2 separate regions of the Mus musculus genome follow, and region 2 is linked to region 1. The links are chromatin contacts, called in public HiChIP or PLAC-seq maps. All regions are on one chromosome and are shown on one strand. The core of a region is the stretch at or near the end of the contact, and the rest is flanking DNA. Distances in the headings are between cores, read along the strand shown. Region 1 overlaps Dnmbp (dynamin binding protein). Region 2 has its middle 30 kb from the start of Scd1.

What was found. HiChIP or PLAC-seq counts read pairs in DNA pulled down with a chosen protein or histone mark.
Region 2: a contact with region 1 is called in a FOXA1 HiChIP or PLAC-seq map of pancreatic cancer cells. The contact joins two enhancer-like sites. A contact is called at or near these places in 3 of 115 datasets of contacts at active chromatin or transcription factors (bone marrow-derived macrophages, embryonic stem cells and pancreatic cancer cells).

What each region holds. Positions count from the first base shown.
Region 1 is chr19:43,874,587-43,878,746 of GRCm38.p6, reverse strand. Dnmbp (dynamin binding protein) reads left to right here. Exons shown (of 16, transcript NM_028029.4): 5 at 3,727-3,920. Among named protein-coding and RNA genes, the nearest start is that of Gm24400, 19 kb to the right of the region's middle. Within about 2 kb of position 2,471, at least 42 of the 459 cell types and tissues checked have an H3K27ac peak or open chromatin away from gene starts, as enhancers often do. A contact at or near this core is called in pancreatic cancer cells, where this site is marked.
Region 2 is chr19:44,375,723-44,380,482 of GRCm38.p6, reverse strand. No RefSeq gene overlaps it. Among named protein-coding and RNA genes, the nearest start is that of Scd1, 30 kb to the left of the region's middle. Within about 2 kb of position 2,317, at least 65 of the 459 cell types and tissues checked have an H3K27ac peak or open chromatin away from gene starts, as enhancers often do. A contact at or near this core is called in pancreatic cancer cells, where this site is marked.

The DNA.
Region 1 (4,160 bases), core at 1,222-3,721:
GATCGGAGTTTTACATTTGGAGTGATTTCAGTGCAGACATTTTTGTCGGGAGAGTGGATATCAGTGGAGCGGGAAGGTCTCTGGGGATTTGTTAAAAATCAGATTCCTGAGTCCCATCCAGCTTTGCTGAGTCAGATTCTCAGGGGGTTACCAAGGAAACTGCAGGCTTGCAGACAGTATTCTTTTATATTATTAAATAACGGGGTTTGGATTTTCTTGGTTTTGTTTGTTTGTTTGTTTGTTTCTTTCTTTGTTGTCTTGAGTAGCCAAGGGCCTGTCTGGGGGGGGGGGGGGGAAGCATTTTGGAAGTTTGGAGACAAATGTGTCATTACCATTACAGAAGTTGGAAGAAAAAAATGGCTAGGATACAGTTTTCTCACTTTTAATATAAATAAAATCTGACTCTCCTAGTGTGGCTGCCTGCTTTTGGTCGATGAGTAATAGATCTTTGATTCCCAGGAGAGAAAGTTTCCGGGGGAGGGCTAAAGACTTGAAGAAGAAAGGCCCCCACCCTGCCTGCTCCACCTGTGAGCCCAGGCAAGGGTGCAGTTAAAGTGGCCCTGGATTCAAGGCATAGCATTTGGACTTAATCTTTTTAGGATATTCCTAGAGCTGGTGTTTCTGCAGAATCTTGGACAAGCCAGTCAGTCTCCCCAGTCTTAGGTTTTTAATTTGTGAAGTAGGAATGTTAACTATCACAAACCCTAAAGCTTTGGCATATTACGTGAGTTCGGGGATATACTTTGTAAGTTAGCTCCCATGTGGTTGGAATTGGTAAGTGTTCTCTTGGGAGTTTTAGAGTCTGGTGTTAGTGAGTTTCTCTTGTCAGTTTGCCACTAACAAGATCTAAGCTACTTGGGAATAAGAAGAACCTGTCACTTTGAATCTGGGTGCTGTCAGCCTATGCCTTTGAAAAGGATCTCTGTGAGTTCGAGGCCAGCCTGGTACGCAAATCCGAGTTCCAGCACAACCAAGGCCACACAGAAAAACCTCAAAAAAAACCCAAAAACCAAACAACAACAAGCCAAAAACAAAAAACTAAACCAAAAGCCTAGACAAGTACCACAAAGTCTGGCCACAAAGAGAATTTAAAACAAGCAATTTAGTTTAAAGGATTTTCTTGCAAGGCTGGCGGTAAGAAAGCACCTGTCTATCCTGGGCCAGTCCCTGGGCTCCGTTCCCAGCACAGCAATAAACAGGCTGTGTGTACGGTGCAGCTGATTTCTGAACGAAACCTTAGACTGTGGTGGATGAGAAGGATGTGTGAAATGTTGCCACGCGTCGTGACATAAAGTTCAAGCAAGATACTAGCTATTGTTGGCTGTTGTTTTTAAATGTATTGAATAATACAATTTATAGAAAGATTGTCGTGGTACCAGGAACTCCCTGTGCACTCATGGTTGGTCGGCTGGTTTTCCCAGGCAGGGTTTCTCTGTGTAGCTCTAATTGCCCTGGAACTCACTCTGTAGAGTGGCCTCCAACTCAGAGATTCACCTGTATCTGCCTCCTGAGCGAGTGCTGGAGTTAAAGGTGTGTGCCCTCACTGCCTGGCTTCCCCGTGCGCTGTTAAGTTTAACATCTTCATCCTTTCTCTCTCTAGTTTTTTCTAAGAGTTTATTGCGTGCATTATGTGCCTGGTAGGGGTAAAACTCAGGGCCTGGCACAAGCAAACTATCAGCAGTAAGAGTGGGTATTTATTGTGAGACCAGAAAGGGGCCGCTCCTGCAGGAGATTTTACCTTGATCTAGTCACTTATCTAATCTACAGCCGCTCTCCAGCCCTGCCCAACGCTGGGTTTAGAACTTTTCTTCTTCGACACAGCAGGGACTGGCCAGTCATAGTTGAACACTGTCCTCGGAATTCCTTTTCCCATGACAGTGACCTTTTGAAGAATATACATTCTCAATTTGAGTTTGATGTTTCCTCAAGACTCATTTCAGAACCAACATTTGTGACTGGGATACTGCAGAAGGGGTGTGTGATGTTTCCAGGCCTATTTGGAAGCCATATTTGCCCCTTACTGGTGACCCTGATTTTGATTCCTGGGTCAAGGTATCCTTTCTCAGCTGTGTAGGCATGTTTTGTTGTTGTTTGTTTTGTTTTTGGAATGAACATGTAATGTATAATAATGTAAAACTATGCAAATATCCTGATCACCTCAATACCACCATTATTACCAGCATCATCAACTGATGAGTTGGGTATGTTTGTTTGTTTGTTTGGTTGGTTGGTTAGTTTTGGCCTGAAATTCTCTGGCTGGGGTCAGAGGCAGGCATACCACACCTATCCTCTACTGGTAATTTGCTTGAAAAGATGCTCTTAAAAAAAAAAAATCTTGTCATTTTTCTGGATCTTGCAGTTTGACTTCCACTCAGAGAGAGACTTCTTCCCTGTCATGTGTGCTAAGGGTGTGGGCTCCCAGTTCCTGTTTGATTCACTGGATTATAATGCATTGGAGCTGACTTAATTTTGATACTGAAGTTGTCCTGGTTGGGCAGGCTGCCCTTCCCTGGCTGCCTTGTCTTTGTTAAGATCTCCCTCTCCCCCTCCCCCTGTGCCTCTGCCAGGACCTCCTTGCTTGGCAATGCAAGATGTCTCCCGCCCCCATTTGTAAACACTGACATTCCTAACTTCTTAGGATTAGGGGCAGCAGAAAAGATTTTTGGAGAATCCAGTCTGCTGAAAAGCCAGCCGCATGTACTGTTTCTGTGGCTTTGAATTGTGCCCAGACAGCATACTGTATTGACTTAGCAAATTTGTCAATTTTTAAATCAGTCTTAGAATGTGAAGGAAACTCGGCGGAGACCACTCCACAGCCATCTTCTGTTTGTTTTTATTTCAGTTTCTTAAATGACCAAACGTTTTCTCATTTCTTTATGCGCCTTCTCCTATGCATCCAAGTACCAGGAGCTGTAAGTGCTAATGAGAAGAATTGTTTTTCTTCTTCAGGAAACATCCCGTTATGGCTAGCCCTGGGTAGACTGGAACTTGCTCTCTAGACCGGGCTGTCCTTCAGGCTCCCAGAGATCTCCCTCCCCCCAAGTTGGCACTGTTATGTGTTCCTCATAATATTTCTTTTTTTTTAAATATTAAGTTGTTCTGCCTGTAATAATTTTCTCATATTGCTTAAAACATTTTATCACATTTATTTATGTGCTTTGTGTGTGCATGTGTGTGGCAAGCATGTGCCACAGTAGCAAGCATGTAGAGTTCTGAAGACAACATAAGGGAGTCAGGTCTCTCCCTTCTACCCTGTGGATCCCAAGGAAGAAACTCCGGGCCTCAGGCTTAGCAGCAAGTGGGTTTACCTGTCGAGCCATCTCACTGCCCCAGATTAATATTCCTAACGTGCTGTATCAATGTCCTCACTCCCCAGCTTGGTAGCTTTGCTGCAGAGCCTATAGAGCAGGTTTTATATCTGATTAAATAAAATCAGTTCTCGATAAGGCTGGTCTTCCTTTCGACTTTACAGACAGCTAGCAGGCCGCGCATTGTTAGGTGGTCAAGCTTCTCTCGAGGACAAGATGAAAAGGATCCTGCATACTTGGGAGGATATCCCTGTGGAGAGAGTTTGCAGAGTGTTTACAGTGTTTACAGTGGACGCTTGATCTCCTGGCTGTCCTCTGTAGGGAAAGCCCCGGCCCACCTAGAACACTGCTTCCTGGTTCAAAGTGCTGGAGAGCCCTCCTTTCACACAGCTGCTGACCGTCCTCCTTCCCCTTCCAGACATGACGCTCCTCTCTTCCCAGTCTTCATCCCTGGCGGCCCCCTTTGGGTCTGTGTCCACTGAAAACCCAGAGCAGAGGATGCTGGAGAAGAGAGCCAAGGTGGTGGCGGAGCTTTTGCAGACGGAGAGAGACTACATCCGGGATCTGGAGATGTGCATTGAGAGGGTCATGGTGCCCCTGCAGCAGGCACAGGTAGGAGATGGGAGGCAGCCCGACCCTTTACACCCGAAGTGTTGGGGTTGGAATGAGGCTGTCTTCTACTGCAGTACCATAATTACAGACTGAGCGGCTCAGTGGTAAGGGAATAAAGAACCACAGAAAGCGAGGACAGACTTACCTTGGCACAGTTTCAGGTTTTGGCCTGTGGTTGGTTGGCGCTGCTGCATTTGAACCTGTGGCGCTGCGAATCGCAGCAGTGCGGTATAGAACAGA
Region 2 (4,760 bases), core at 1,068-3,567, 500 kb before region 1:
TGGAACTGGAGTTAAAGGTGGTTGTGTAACATCAAAAGGCTGCTGGGAGCTTACCCTGAGTCCTCTGGAAGAGCAGCCAGTGAGCCTCTCTTCAGTCTGATTGATCATCTTTTCTTTGTTACGTTAGCATGATGATGGGCACCTGTAGACAATATTTTCTTCACCCTCTCCATGCAGATCTGTTGTAACTTTGGCTGTGTCCACAGTCAGAGTTTATACAAACCTATGTAAATATTGCTCACGCTGGAGTCATGCAATCGCTCCATGATTTCTTTCTTACGTAACTTTGTATTTCCTTTGGTTATAGTAACAGTGTGCTTTTGTTGTTCTTGTTGTGATATTGTTGTTTGTTTTCTTTCTTTTTTCTTTTTCTTTTGGGTCCTCTCTATATATTTAGCAATTCAACCTCTGCATCAGTTGTCAGCAGCTCTTCCTAGTACATCTGGTCACATCAGGAATTCTGTTAGTCCCGGTGACCTCAAGTGTTCTTTCCTGCAGCCTTCTCTTCTGCTCAGACTTAGCCAGGTACCCTCAGTTCATCCTCTCCTCTGTATGTTGGATTTCTTCCCTGGGTCACTGTGTTCCCTTCTTTTCTTGCATGCTCCTTTATTAAGAAGTGTGCATCCTCTTATTAGCCTCTTAGAAACAGAGTGTTTTAAAAAGACTTCCGTAGGATTCCAGTTCTCCCAAAGTGTGTGATGCTGTGCCTTGGTTTGGAACAAATTCCATTATCAAGAGTGTTTGCTACGTTTTATAATGTGGTGGGAGGGAGGACTTTAGCTGGCCTATGCCAAGGTGTCCCCTGAGGAATCAGGCCATGCGACAGGCCTAGTATAAGGGAAGGGAAGTGACCTGGAAAGGGATAGAGGCAGAGAATAGAGGGGAGAAGGACAGAAAGAAAGAGAGGAAGAAAGGAAGAGAGCATGAGAGGCCGGCCAGGGACACGTAGGGGCAGAGAGAGAGAGAGAGAGAGAGAGCAAGAGAGAGAGAGCAAGAAAACAAGTAAGCTGGGGTAGCCAAGCAGTCCCTCTTATACACTTGGCAGCTCTATAATTTTGGGTAGCTGTTACTAGGTTCCTTGGAGTAGCCTAATGAATTGTCTGTAAGCTAACAAGAACCAAGACCTGAAAATTACCCAGTTATTCTTTGACCTCTACCCATGCATTGTTCACATTTGCCTGCATGCACATGTGTATGCAAACACACACACACACATACCCCCCCACACACACCCATACACACATACACCATATATAAATTAATTAAAAAGTCATTGAGAAGGGGAAATGCTTGTTCTTCATAGCTAGGGAATTTTCTGTGATTCATCCAGTGATGATCTTTTATTCCCTTCTGCTTTTGCCTCTCTCTCTCTCTCTCTCTCTCTCTCTCTCCCTCCCGAGAGAGTGCTAGAGAGACAGTTCAGCAGTTAAGAGCATTATTTTTTCCAACCCATGTAAGGAGCAGAGCCGTGGGTTCTGCCCCAGGGTTTTGTGGGATACACTCTTAACTCCAGGTCTACACAGAGCAGGCTTGTGACACCACCTGATGTCGTCATCTGTAAGGACAAGATCCGCCATGGAAACCTCTCTGGATTGGCTTTTGCATGTCCCGTATAATGCCCCCTTACCTCCAATGTTCAAGGTTAGCATGGGACAGACAAAAAGGTGCACCAGAGTCTCTGTCATCCCCTGGACACAGGTGTGCAGGCTGAGCTTGGAATCCACACCTGCTGCCAGGTGGGCACACAGAGCCCCTCAGGGTGATGCTCCTTCCCTGAGGAGGAGCCAGGCCAGCATTTGCATCCCTGCAAGGATGCTCTGACCTCCTCCCTGGGGAAGTTTCACTTGCATCCAGCATAGGGCCATCCTGTGGAGCAGGAAGCAGAGATTCTCATGGATCCCTGTGCTTAGCTGCTATAGTGTTTCTCTCTCCAGAGTTCACAGGGCGGCTCCTTTACAACTGTGCACTTAGTTTCCAGGAGAGCCAGAGGGACCCTGCAGGAGCTGCCTTTTCTCTCTCAGGATGAGGAGCAGAGTTGAAGGTGAGGCAGACACTTCCCTCAGCCCCTGACTGAGAGGGAGAAAGTGAAGCTGCTCAGGACACTGTGGAATGCCAAGGGTGAGGGCCCCTGCAGCTGGTGCAGGCTCTGAGACTCCCTGGGGACAGGGTGGGGGTGGGGTGGGGGTGGGGCAGAACTGCAGCTGGAGCTGCTGAGGGAGCCTCGCCCCAGCCCTTGCTCAGTTCCTGTGAGACCTGGGCTTCTGTCAGAGCTCTTTGTTCTCACTCCACTCTGCTCTCCTGCTGGCCCTGTCACCCCTGGCCCTGTCACCTTCCCTTGCTCTGTGTAACCACTGAAGTGTCCCTTCAAGATCTTAGCCTCAGGTGTCTAGAGTGTCTCTTTCTCATCAGCCTGGTATCACATGAATCGCTTAGAGTGTTGGTCAATCCTCTCTCTGTCTGTGAAGCTCACTGACACATCTTATAGGCATTGTGACCACACCCAACATAAGCCCAGGTTAAGATAATGTTTCCACTGTGACCCCAGCCAATGCCAGCTGGGTCAAAGGTCTTTCTTTTTTCTTTTTTTAAAAGCATCTCCGAAGACAACTTCAGACATTCTTCTACCATGCGAGCATGGGGTAGGAGCAGTTGTCAGGCTTGGTGGCAGGTGCTTTTGAGTCACCTCCCTAGCCCTGTGTCAGAATTTAACGTGGATGGACAGTTGGTCATCTTGTGTTCTCTGAGCATTGCTATTTCCACAAGAAAGACTCTGATTGATTATCCAACACCAAATGGCCAGCCCTGAAAACATATATATGAGTAACATACAGACTGTGCAGGCTCAATTTAGGAATTTATGTGCAATTACACATACATATACATAGTAACAATTCTTGGGGAGGAAAGGCCATGGATTTGAGGGGAGCAATGAAAGCCGTAGGGGAGGGTTCGGAGAGAGGAAGCAGAAAGAGAAAATTATGTAAGAATTTTATAATTGCTTCTAAAATTAAATTTTTTTTTTTTTTTTTTGCTTTTTCCAGACAGGATTATTCTATGTAGCCCTGACTGTTCTGGAACTCACTCTGTAGACCAGGCTGGCCCCAAAGATCCACCTTCCTCTGCCTTCCAAGTGCTGGGATTAAAGGCAAGTGCCACCACTGCCCGGCTTGAAATACTATTTTTAAAGTGCTGAAATTCGGGCTGTAGAGATAGCTCAGTGGTTAAGAGCACCGACTGTTCTTCCAGAGATTCTGAGTTCAATTCCCAGCAACCACATGGTGGCTCATAACCATCTGTGATGGGATCTGATGCCCTCTTCTGATGTGGCTGAAGACAGCTACACTGTACACATATATAGAAAATAAACAAATAAATCTTTTTTTTTCTTAAAGTACTAGTATTTGGGCCCAAGAGAAGGTAAAAGGTTCCTGCCTCAAACCCTGATGCCCTGAGTTTCTTCTGCGATGTGCCTCCCTCCCTAAACACACCCAAAATAAGGAAATAAAAATGAAAAAGAGAGAAAGAGAGAGAGAGAAATTCTAGACTCTTAGCTGGAAGGAACCTTTGTCTTATGACTGCCTCTCAGTCTTGCTACCCATGAGATCTGGTCCCAAAATTTCCTTTGTGTCTGAAGTAGGTCTCTAGGGCAGCCCAAACTCCTGTGTTGCTTCTCTATGATCAAAGAGGTTACAAGAGTATGGTGAGGGCTTGGGTGTGGCGAGAAAAAAAAATGTCCCCTGGGATCTGCTGGGTTTTTTTTCTTCACAGATGACTGCTTTCACACAGCTGCCTGTGGATACAATGTATCTTTGTGACGTTTGTTCTTTCCCTTCTGCATTTAGCTTATTCAAATGGCCTCTTCCTTTGTGCCAGGAAGCAGCAGGCCCCTGGGGTTCTCCGTGTGAAATAGGTGTGAAGCATATCCTGGGCTTGCAGAAGGGCTGCAGGTTGGACCCTCTTAGCAAGAAGATGGACCTCTGACCGCCTAGGTTAGTCAGACTCTTTCCCTGAGAGTTCCTTACTTACCAAGACAAAGGAAGCCCCACCCTCATATCCACCCCTCCCCCCCTCACTCAATAAATGTCTATGAAATCCTGACAAAAGGAATCAAGAGTCCCAACACTGGGGAGATAAGAGCCAGAAGGATCTTTTTTGTACACCCTTTTTTGTACTACTTAGCCTGGGCTAAGTTGTAAGACATGGAAAGGGGGGACGGGGGAGAAGGAGGGAGGGAAAGGAGAAAGAGAAGAGTGGTTTCATATTCATCTTTTTAAAAAATGAAAACTTTAGCCAACTTGAAAATACAAAGTACCAACAAACTGTACCCACTTCTTGGATTTCTGTTGAGAAAGCTGAGTTAAGTAGGAAAGCACATACAAGAGGCTGTGGTGGTCAGTCTTCACAGAGCTGAGTAACCACATGCCCATCTTGAAACTGGGATGGGGCATGGGATACTCTAGCCAGGTCAGGCTTCTCCAGTCATGACTTTTGGCCCTAACATGACTGCATGCTATGTGTAGGTCTGAAAGCTAAATTAACCCTCTGCCAACTTAGCTTATGAAATGTTTCCCGGCAATTTATAATAATGTGTTGAAAGGCAAAGCCTGGCCCAAGGGCCTTTTAAACCTGACTTGCCTAATATCCACTCTTAGAATAAGGTGGAAAACACATAAAAGAGAATTTTCAAAAGCTTACCCTTCCATTCACAGGGTCTCAACCAGGGAAGGCATACATGTGTAAGGTTTATAAAACCAGCTAAC